2 separate regions of the Mus musculus genome follow, and region 2 is linked to region 1. The links are chromatin contacts, called in public Hi-C maps. All regions are on one chromosome and are shown on one strand. Each heading gives the region's core, a stretch centred on a gene start, on an enhancer-like site or on the middle of the called end of the contact. The rest is flanking DNA. Distances are from core to core; before and after follow the strand shown.

Region 1 (5,217 bases), core at 1,253-3,752:
CTTGTGATGGGCGGACCCAAAACTTCGCATGTGCGGGTTGTGATTGGCAGAAATAGAATCTACGCACGTACCAGAGCTGCGCATGCGCGGGTTGTGATTGGCAGGATTAGAATCTCTGTACCCCTGGTTTATAGAGGCAGACTGTGTTGGATTAGTCAGTCAGCTTCTTTCCTGTGTAGAATTCCCACGTTGAAACATTAGGTCCAATATAGAGGCGTCTCCCGCGTAGTCTCTGCTTGGTTTGTGCTGTCAACTTGAGAAATCTAGACTCATTGGTAGATGAATGACCCTCTGGGCACACCGTTCAGGGGTTATCTAGAACGGTCCAAGGTTAGGGTTTCAAACGTCTGTGAGGGATTATCTTGGTTACTTTAATTGCTGTGGGAAGACCCATCTTAACTGCGGGTGGAACCATTTCCTGGGCAGGGGACCCTGGGCTGTGTGAAGAGGAGACGGCAAGCTGAGCGTGCCTTGTTCTCTCTCTGCTTCTTGTCCACCGGATGCAGTGTGGCCAGGTGTCTCAAGCTCCTCATGTGACTCCCCTTCATGGTGAACCAGAACCGTAAACTGTAAGCCAGAAGAAGCCCCGTCTTCCTTAGTTCCTTTCATCAAAGTATTTTGATCACAGTGACAGGAAAGTAACGAAGACAGTGTCTGCCTACTGTGGTCTGTACCTGGGTAGAGCAGGCTTGGCTAGCTGCTGCCGAAAGAGCAGCTGCTGATAGGCCGTGGTGGTGGTGAGCAGGCAGTTAAAATGCCGGAGGTGGTTAGAGAATTCCAGACAGACTTATATATTAAACAAAACAAACCAAAAGCAAAAGCAAAAGCAAAACTAAAAACACCCAACTGTCTTAGTTACTTTTCTATTGCTGCGATAAATCACCAGGACCAAGAAAACTAACTTATAAATCAAAGTGTTTCATTTTGAGTTTACAGTTTCAGAGAGTTAGAGACCAAGACTATCATGGGGAAGAAGGCAGTACTCAGGCATGGTGCTGGAGCAGTAGCTGAGAGCTCACATTTTTGATCTACAAACATGAAGCAAGTCTCTCTCTCACTCTCTCTCTCTCTCTCTCTCTCTCTCTCTCTCTCTCTCTCTCTCCCTCCCTCCCTCCCTCCCTCCCTCCTTCCCTTCCTCCCTCTCTCTCTCTCTCCCCCTCCCTCCCTCCCTCTCCCTCCCTCTCCCTCCCTCTCCCTCCCTCCTAACCTGGGAATGGTGATGTCTTTTGAAACTTCAAAGTCGCCCCCAGAGATAACACCTCCTCCAACAAGGCCACTCCTCCTAGTCCTTTCCAAAACAACCTATGGGGGCCATTCTCGAGATTCTCATTCAAACCACCTAGGCAACCCCATAGATCAACAGTAGGAGACAGCTGAAGAATCCCAGAGAGCAAAGAAGACAGTACAAAGACAGGATAATGTTTGCAAACCTTGGTCACTGGCAGATTTCAGAGAGCCACCAAGGGCTAAAGCATTGTGGGTCCTGACATCAACACTCAGAAGCCCTAAGAGGAGCTGTGAGTGCTGGCATTCTGTGACCAGAAGAATAAGTTCCTGCCTGAGCAGGAAGCCACAGGCTGGGGGTCCTGGAGCTACTACCAGTCTCCAGGTCTGAAGGCTCACAGCCTGGATCCCCAGGGTTTGGAAGCTCAGCTCAGCAGTCTTTGGAACTCGGGGCCACCAACCCGAAGGGACTTTCTCTGTGCTTACCAGTGATTCCTTTCTGGGCAGAGTGAAAAGAACCTGCAGCTAGCTAGCTGTGGCAAAAAGAAAAACTCCAGTGTGGAAATCTCTAGGGCAAAAGCCTGCTGTTTATTGACGCAGGATGCTTACCACATCCAGAACTTTATAATCTCGGCAGCTCTATTAAAAACATACAACGAAATGTGAAATGGATTTTAGCACCACATTCTATTTATTGCAACACACTTAAAATATCCTCATTTCAGCATGCAATCCGAGTAGAAATTTATTAATGAGATCTTTTCTGCTCTTGTCTTTTGGTAGTGTCTGAGACGACTCCTGTATATTTTACCCCGATGCTGCCCACAGTCGGAGTGTTTAAAAATGAGTGGTTGTCACCTTTGACAGCACTGCTCTGTGGTCTGAACCTGGGTTCCACTAAGACCCAGTGACATGATCTGGGGAGTGAGTCCCGCTGACAACGCTTGTCCCCTCCCTCATCACGTAGGCGTGGGAGATGTGCAGGTTCTGGTTCCACTCTGCAGAGTGGCCCCAGCCGGTCTCCCGGAAGAGATCCTGCCCTTTCACTCAGGCAGGGATGGCTGCACAGCTTCTAACCTGGTCTAGGAGTGTCAGTGAGCGTCACTAGGTTCCTGGTAGGGAGAGCTGGCAGCCTGTCCCTTTTCTTCCATCTCACAGAGTTGTCTGAAATCACTCAGAAGCCAGGGCAGGCTGAGATGGGGTAGCATCGTGCTTCCCTAGGGAATGCAGGAGAGGCAGACACCGTAATGGGGTCAGTGAATTCATTCTGCCTGATTCTGGCATCAGTTGCTGAGGTCAGAGTTCACTGGCAGTGGGCAGATGACTCAGATCCTACCCTCTTCCAGCTATGACAGCGTCTGCTAATCAGCTGCCACTATCTTCTCTTCAAGGCTAATGATGAGGTAATGAGTCTGCTAGAAAAGTGGGTCAGAGGCCCATTAACTCTTGCTCACCTGTGGCTGCAAGCCTGCTTCACCAGATGGCTTCCAGTACAGCGGAGAGCTGGAAGGTGGGACCCTTTGAGAAATGGGTTGGAAGACCCAGCCTTGCAACTCTGAGAATTTAGGGTATAGAGGTGAAACTGGAGCGCCCCCTCCAACTTCCTGGACGTTTGTCTCTTACTCTGGCCCTTGGGTAGGCGGCCAGGTGTCAGCCATATAGTTAGTACACTAGATATGACTTCATTTAATCTTCTGGACATCCCCATGGTGGAGGCTGTGCTGTGACTGCCCCATTTTACAGATAAGGACACTGAGGCTGGGCAAGGAGAAGGAGCCCACTCCGAGGGCGTCTAATGTTTGCACCGTGCAGACCGTAGCCCTTTTGTAAAGGTGGTTACACTTCTCCCTTCCAGATTTTATCTGCATGGTTAAGGGGTCAGAGTGAGGGGGTCAGAAGTAAGGTCATTTAAACCTTTGTACATCCTGTTACATAGTCACTTCTCTGATGGTGGCAAACCCCTTTCTCTCTCCTCATAGACACACAGCTGGGGTCCAGGGGTACTCCAAGGAGTAGGGTGAGCAGGAGGCATCCGCATGCTTAGGAGAAACTGAGGTGTTTTGTGTAAGAATTCTGTGGGTGAAGACATAACATAAAAACAGGCAGCTGAGTGACAGTGGCATTCTTTCTCATGCTACCTAGCTGTGCTCCTATTCTGTTCCCCTGGCCTCACAGCATCTGTAGACAGGAGGGGACATTCAGGTGAGACCAGCCAGTGGCTCCTTAAGTTGTTCACCTTGACCCCGTCTTGTAACATCATACCCATTTTATGGATAGGGGAACTAAAACTCTGGGCTCTGCTGGCATCACCTGAAACCGCACAGAGGTGGATGGAGACCTAGAGATCCATTATCTTGGAGGTCTCCTGAGGAGTGTAATGCAGGCAGGCAGGCTGTGTGTTCACAGGAAAACAACCTGGCCAATGAGATGGGGGATTCTGGGATGCTGCTAACTGATTCCCTGGCTCCCTGACCATCAGGCCAGTCAGGGCATCTGTGAAACGTACATTGGTCAGAGGCTGCAAAAGCAAATGCCTACAAGGGACCCAGAAGACAAAATACAGACATGGCCTATTGATAGAGAAGACATATTGCGAGCAGCAGGGCCTGGACCCTGGAGAGAGGTTGTCCTGGCTAAGGGTCGGTCTGTGCCAGGTGTGTTGGTTACATATTGTGTCGCCATGGTTACATACACATCATCGTGAGCACAGCATCTGACACCTAACTTGAGGCAGGAAATGTTTATTTTGGCTCCTGTTTTCAGAGGGTTCAGTTCATCCTGACAGGGAAAGTATGGTGGGGAAGCTCACTGCACGGGAGCAGGAGTGTGTGCAGGAGCTGGGGAGGGATAAGAGATGGGTGGATGAAGAGAGAAGGAAGAGGAGAAGGAGAAAGGAGAAGAGGGGAGGGGAAGAGGGAAAAGAAAAAAAGGAGAGAGAAATCCAGAGAAAGAGACAGGTTTGCATGGGTGCACACACAAAGGGAGAAGGATAGGGAGAGGGAAAGGGAGACAGACAGAGACACAGACAGAAACAGAGACAGCGGAAGCTGAATACCACCTTCCAAGGGCCACCAGCCAAGGCCTGCCTCTAAAGTCCCTACAGCCTCCCTAGCTAGTGCCACCAGATGTAGATACACCATGTGGGGACCATCTCAGATCTAAGCCCAGCATTAGAGCTGGATCCCGGGAGCAGAGGCAGACTCAGCATCGCTGGTGGCTCTTGGGAGCAAGTGGAAGTGCAGATTTTCATGAAGGAGGTGTTGGGTTGTAGAGTTGGGGGTGAGGGAGGTTTTGAGGTCTCCTGGGAGCCCTGATCTTTTGCACCCTTCAAGGCCAGAGATTCCTTTCTGAGTGCAGGATGGTTTCTCCGAGCAAATCTGTTCAATCATCTTTCTTTATTATAATTTATAGCATTGTGCGATGTGTATGTGTGAGTGTGGGCACATGTGTACCACATGGGTGTGGAGGTCACAGAACAACTTGTGAGAGTCAGTTCTGTCCTTCCGCTTTGGTACACAGACTTACATGCAGACAAAACAAACAAACAAACATAAAGCAAATGAACAAACAAATACAAGTTAAAACAATCTGGGCTGAGTGGCTTCTACCTATAGTATCTGTATCCCGACGCCTGGAAGACAGAGACCAGAGGGTCCCGGGGCTTGCTGGCCAGTCAGCCTAGCCTAATCATCGAGCTCCATGTTCAATAAGAGACTCTGCCTTAAGAGATAAGGTGAAGAGTGACTGAGGAAGGAGAAAACCGTTATTCAAACTTACACAAACACACATACACACATGACCATATACATACATGTGTACTCACACGTGTATATGCACACATGCATGCCTATGCACATGTGCACACACATGCACACATGTGCGCACACACACACACATACAGATATTAAAAGCGGTCTGATTGAGTAATTGATGCTCTTGTTTATTAGCATACTAAAAAGCTTACAACAGGCCAGGATCAGGCCTGATTCATCT
Region 2 (5,217 bases), core at 1,353-3,852, 130 kb after region 1:
CACTGAGCCCCATCCCTGTAGCCCCAGAGAGGCTTTCCGGACTCCTGTCCCTCCTGCCTCCCCCACTCCCACACTTCAGGCGAAGCTTAGCCAGGCAGTACACTCCTCTTTCCTCGAGAGTTCATAAAAACACGCAAACATAGGCGAGGATACAAAATATTGAGCGGCAAGGCAGTAAAACACGGCACTGTTTGTTGTGTTGATTGAATATTCATGAGCTGACTGCTTAAATTACAGTTCACAACTGTTGCCGGGGCCTGATGAATAATTTAAACAAGGGTGGCCAAAGAGATTTCAACACTGCATTAGCAGACTGCTCGAGATCAGCCACAGAGAATTTATAATTAGCTCAGAATACCCAGTAATAAATTCTTTGGAAAGATGGTTTTAATTAGCACGTGTGCTAATTTAGAATGTAGTGTGTTTGGTGTGAAGGTGGAAGGGATAGATTACTCTGGCCTTTCCCTGGGCTTCCCTGTCATGTTAGGGTCTCACCTCTGCCAGGGAGCGCTGAGTAGGGCAGAGACCACCCCCCTGAGCCCACCACCAAGCTCTGAAGACCCACTCCTTGATTCTCTCCTGCTCCAGTATCCCACATCCTAGCTCAGACATCTCTGTCAGGGACTAGCAGGTGCAGCTGCCTTCAAACTGGCCGTCTGCCCCAGTATCCCCGGCTCCCGTTCATACTCATAGGTTAGCCAGTGGAACCGTTCTAAGGAAAGATCTGGTCCTATCTCTGCCCTTAATTGGGGGAGCCCCGAGACATGAAGTCAGGGGATACTGCTGGCTGATGTGGGGCAATGGCTAGGTACATGGGGTGAGTGGGGCATCACCGGCAGAGAGAGCCACATAGGGAGAAGCAAGTCAAAGGATCCAGCTGTGGTGTCCCCATTCAGAGCTAAGCATGCATCCACTCAAATGAAGGTGTGGTGACACTTTTTGACAAGGTCCCTGAGAGTCATCACAGTGTGCCTGAGGGGGATCATGGGAGCCCAGGTTTAGGTAATAGAGTCAGGACCTCCCAGAGACAAGAACATTTGAGCAGAGCCTTAAAACCTGAGGAGGAAGCTGGAGAGATGGCTCAGCAGTTAAGAGGACTGGCTGCTCTTCCAGAGGTCCTGAGTTCAATCCCCAGCACCCACATGGTGGCTCACAACCATCTATAACGCTACATCAAACGCCTTATTCTGCACCCTCTTCTGGCTTCTGTGAGCATTGCATGCGTATGGTACACAGACATGCAGACACAACTTAACCCATTTGCGTAACATAATAAAATAACTTTAAAAGATTTTGAGACAGGGTTTCTCTGGGTTGCCTTGGCAGACCTGTAACTTGCTCTATAGACTAGGCTGGCCTTGAACTCAGAGGTTCTCCTGCATATGCCTCCTGAGTGCTGGGGTTAAAGGTATACAAGCTCTCAAGTTTAGAAACATGTAAAAGCCTAGTGTAGACAGGTCAATTTTTTTATTATTAGCACCCACTAGCACCGCTCGTGGCCAAGGACAGCTGGTTCTTCTTCCTCAGATCATCCCTGTCTATCAAATCTGCCCCGAGAGCCTCTTGACCCCACCTCTCATTTATTAAGCTGAGCACAGGAGGCTCTGATCCTTTCTTGGCCCACGTACCTCCCAGGATCCCCTGTTCTCAGTGACCTACCCCCTCTGACCCCTCCAACTTTATTCCCACTGTGACCCCAGAGCACAAGAGAGAGCTCACAGTGCCTGCGCCTCTTGAAAGGTCTTTGAACATCAATCAACACACACACACACGTACACACACACACACACACACGTACACACACACACTCATACATCTTCTGTCACCACAGAAGTCCTGACGTGGTTGGTCACTGACTGTTCAACAGTTCCCTCCCATTCTTCAAAGACACGGAAAGATAAGTCACAAAGATTAATCAAAGCAAGACACTTTGCTGGCTTCCTGTGGTGTAATGAGAAGACCCATACCTTGCGGACAATGTTGTAACCACAGGCGAGGAGACACGGTCGGGCCAGCCAATCCACACCAGCCCCTTTTGGTCTCAGTAGTGAGGAGAGCTGATGTAAGGCTCAGACTCACCAGGTATGAGCCTGGTCCAGCCTCATACAGACTAGATACAGGGAACAGTGAACCTCATATGTCTGAGTGAGGTACCCTTGCCATCTGCCATGCCCAAGCATTGTGGCCCGAGGTCCTGAAAGGGGCTGCCCAAGAATGGAAATGAAACCCCAGCTCAGAGAGTCAAGGTCACAGTGCCACCTCCTCACTTCCCTATAGTAGTTTAACTGAAAGTCCGTCCGCCTTTGTCACCTTCTAGAAGCCCCAGACCAGCCTCCTGGACAGAGCTGGCGGTGGTCACATCCTTATTCCCATTTGCTTTGGCTTCTGTTTTCCCATGGCAGTAAAGCTGCCCTGGTTTGAGACCCTAGTAGCCTCTGGTTTGTCAAATCCATTGCTATGTGCCATCTTTCTCATGCCTGACTGAGAGGCTGGCCTCTCTCTTCTTCCAGAAACTTCCTTTTCCTGTCCTCAGAGAACAGGCTTGGCTCTCACTGACCTTCACACCCTGTTAGGTGCTGGCCGGCAGTCAGGGATCAAAGCAAAGGTCTAAGCCAGGTGTAGTTATAAGAGGGCAACAAAAAAGCCAATAATAAATGTCCCACACACTGTTAGCAGGTGCTTTGGAGAGAAGACAACAGCAGCCTAAGAGGCTAGGGGTTTCTGTCCGCTCTCCCGTGTGCACTGGGATCCAGGCTGCATCACAATGTTGCTTGGCCAGGAAAAGCCTCCTGGGGAACTTGAGGCTTGAACCAGGGCACTCAGTTGTGAAGAAGGAAGCGGGGTGAGCACTCCTCCCCGTGCGGAAGAACTCTGCTGACCGAGGCTCATGAACAGGCAGTCCACACCCAGCGGGATTGACTTTGGAAGTGGCTGTTCTGTAGTCTGAGCGTTCCTGTTGCTTTAGCTTGTAGTCCAGTTACAACAACCAAAAATGTCCACAAATTCCCCCCAGGGCACAAAAATGCACTCGATTCTACACTGGCCCAGAAGCAAGAGCCCACTTGAATATTCAAGGAACAGTAATGAAGGGGGCGTGGAATGAAACAGGGGTGGGATGAGTGGGAGGAGAGCAGTTAAGGAGGAAACCAGAGAGGTACCAGGCTTTGGGGTTTAAGGCTGTGGCGGGGACTGTAGCTTAGGGAGGACTTTGGATCTTGGTTGCGATCAAGTAGAGAGCTAGCACAGGCTCTGTAAGGAGGCCCGCAACCCAGAGATGGAAGTCAAGGGTCAGGCAGGCCCCCATTCCAACCTCAACAGAAACCTCCCATCCCCAGGGGAGCCTGCCAAGCAACCAGCTGCCTGTTTGCAAACCTTTCTTCAAAGACAAAAACAGCCCTGAAGGGGACAAATGGCTTTCGATTCACAACCTCCCTGCTGGGCCTTCATATTCATAACAAGATGATGAGTCTAACTGGGAATGGGCTGTTGCTTTAAAGGATAAATTAGTGAGACTCTTAACTCAATAATTAAAACTATGATGGCGCTTGGCCTGCAGGGATAATGTACCATTATTATAGTCGTTTGTTTCAATTAAATGCTTGCTGGTTTTACAATAGCAGCTGGGCACCTGTGCACTGGAGTAATAACTCTGAACAAGACATCTACATTTCAGGAGGAATTTGTCAGCCTGCAAAGGATCTCCTGCCAAGCATGAAAGTTTATTAGAAATACTTGCCAACGAGGCTTGCCAGCAAGGGGCAGGCACTGGGGGAGGCTTGCTATTGGCTCTCTCTTTTTCTGGCGCAAGGACTGTGTGTGTGTGTGTGTGTGTGTGTGTGTGTGTGTTCGAAAAAGGGGGCTAATTTTCAAACATTTGACTCCTTAAGACTATAGATATTTCAGAGAGCAGAATGCACGTGGGAAAGCTGATGTGGGTGACTTAAGACTTTGTGACATCCCATAGTAGTGATTCCAAGGATGACAGACTAAAAGGCTGACCTATCCCAATATATCAACATCAAAGCATGCTGGGTATCCGTGGGTATGTCACTTACACAGCACACGTGTCCTCAAAGATGTGGTTAAGCAAAGGAGACCTTGGCTGGCAGGGACCTGTGGGCAGTCAGACCCTCCTGGAAACAGACTCATCAAAGAGACACGACCTTTAGGCCCCACTCGGCTTTATATAAGCACGCATGAAAAGGGATGTAGCCATGGGATGGGGCAGCCATCAACAAAGGCAGTTCCTAGAGATGATTATGAGCCAGCTGTAAGAAGACAGCATGCCCCGCAACAGGGAAACAGGTTCAAGGTTCCGAAGTAGCCTTCTCCACAAGCCAAAGCATTCCCTACCAGGACCACCCACGTTCTCTTTCCAAGAGAAGCTGAAGCTTGAGGTCAGGGTTAGACCCCAGCAATGGCCAGGGCAAGGCTCAGCTCAGGGTTCATAGCAGTGTTTGCTCTGATGCTGGGCAGGAGGAGAGACTGAGGACTACAGCTAAGGACACAGGCCTGGGAGCTACCCAGACCTCGGTGTGAATCTTAGCACTAAATGACCTTGAACCGTGACTGTCGGTTCTATGCCTGCATTGCCACATCTGTAAAGCACAGCAGACTCTCCTTCCGGGACAGGGTGAGAATCCAGTGTGATGAGCAGGCTGCCACCTAGCGAGGAGGGACTGCCCAGTGAAGGGTACAAAGAAGTACCACTATTACTTTTATCAACAGCATTCAATTAATAAGGAGGTTGGTACTATATAGCCATGAGCTAAAGGCCCCAGGCCTTCTTATTGGCACACAGCCCCAGTCAGTCATTTGCCTGTTGTCTGTAGCTGCCTTTCTGCTCCAGCAGCTCAGTTAGGCAGTTACAACAGATCCCACTTGGTTTCCCGAAGCCCAAAATATTTAATATCTGACCATTCACAGGAACTTGCCAGCTCCTGGTAAAAACTCTTTTTTTTTTTTTGGCTGCCCCATCCCATGGCTACATCCCTTTTCATGCGTGCTTATATAAAGCCGAGTGGGGCTACATGCAATGACTCTTTGTGAAGCACCAGCTCTGGGCCGGGCTTCATACTATTATGTATCTCATGAGAGAAGTCTCCCTCCTGGCTACTCTCCCCAACTCCCAGAGCCTTGTTCAAACTCAACATGAGCACGATCTTAGGAGAGGAAGAGGGAAACTTCTGCATGGGATACTTGTATAATTTGCTCTGT

What was found. Hi-C and Micro-C count contacts between places; a contact is called where the count stands out from the background.
Region 2: a contact with region 1 is called in a Hi-C map of liver, with 2.0 times the contacts expected there. The contact joins two enhancer-like sites. A contact is called at or near these places in 3 of 484 Hi-C or Micro-C datasets (bone marrow-derived macrophages, liver and nephron progenitors) and 6 of 115 datasets of contacts at active chromatin or transcription factors (CD4 T cells, bone marrow-derived dendritic cells, bone marrow-derived macrophages and 3 more).

What each region holds. Positions count from the first base shown.
Region 1 is chr2:163,164,044-163,169,260 of GRCm38.p6, forward strand. No RefSeq gene overlaps it. Among named protein-coding and RNA genes, the nearest start is that of Tox2, 36 kb to the right of the region's middle. Within about 2 kb of position 2,503, at least 28 of the 459 cell types and tissues checked have an H3K27ac peak or open chromatin away from gene starts, as enhancers often do. A contact at or near this core is called in liver, where this site is marked.
Region 2 is chr2:163,297,194-163,302,410 of GRCm38.p6, forward strand. All of the region lies in intron 3 of Tox2 (TOX high mobility group box family member 2), which reads left to right. Among named protein-coding and RNA genes, the nearest start is that of Gm35750, 57 kb to the right of the region's middle. Within about 2 kb of position 2,603, at least 20 of the 459 cell types and tissues checked have an H3K27ac peak or open chromatin away from gene starts, as enhancers often do. A contact at or near this core is called in liver, where this site is marked.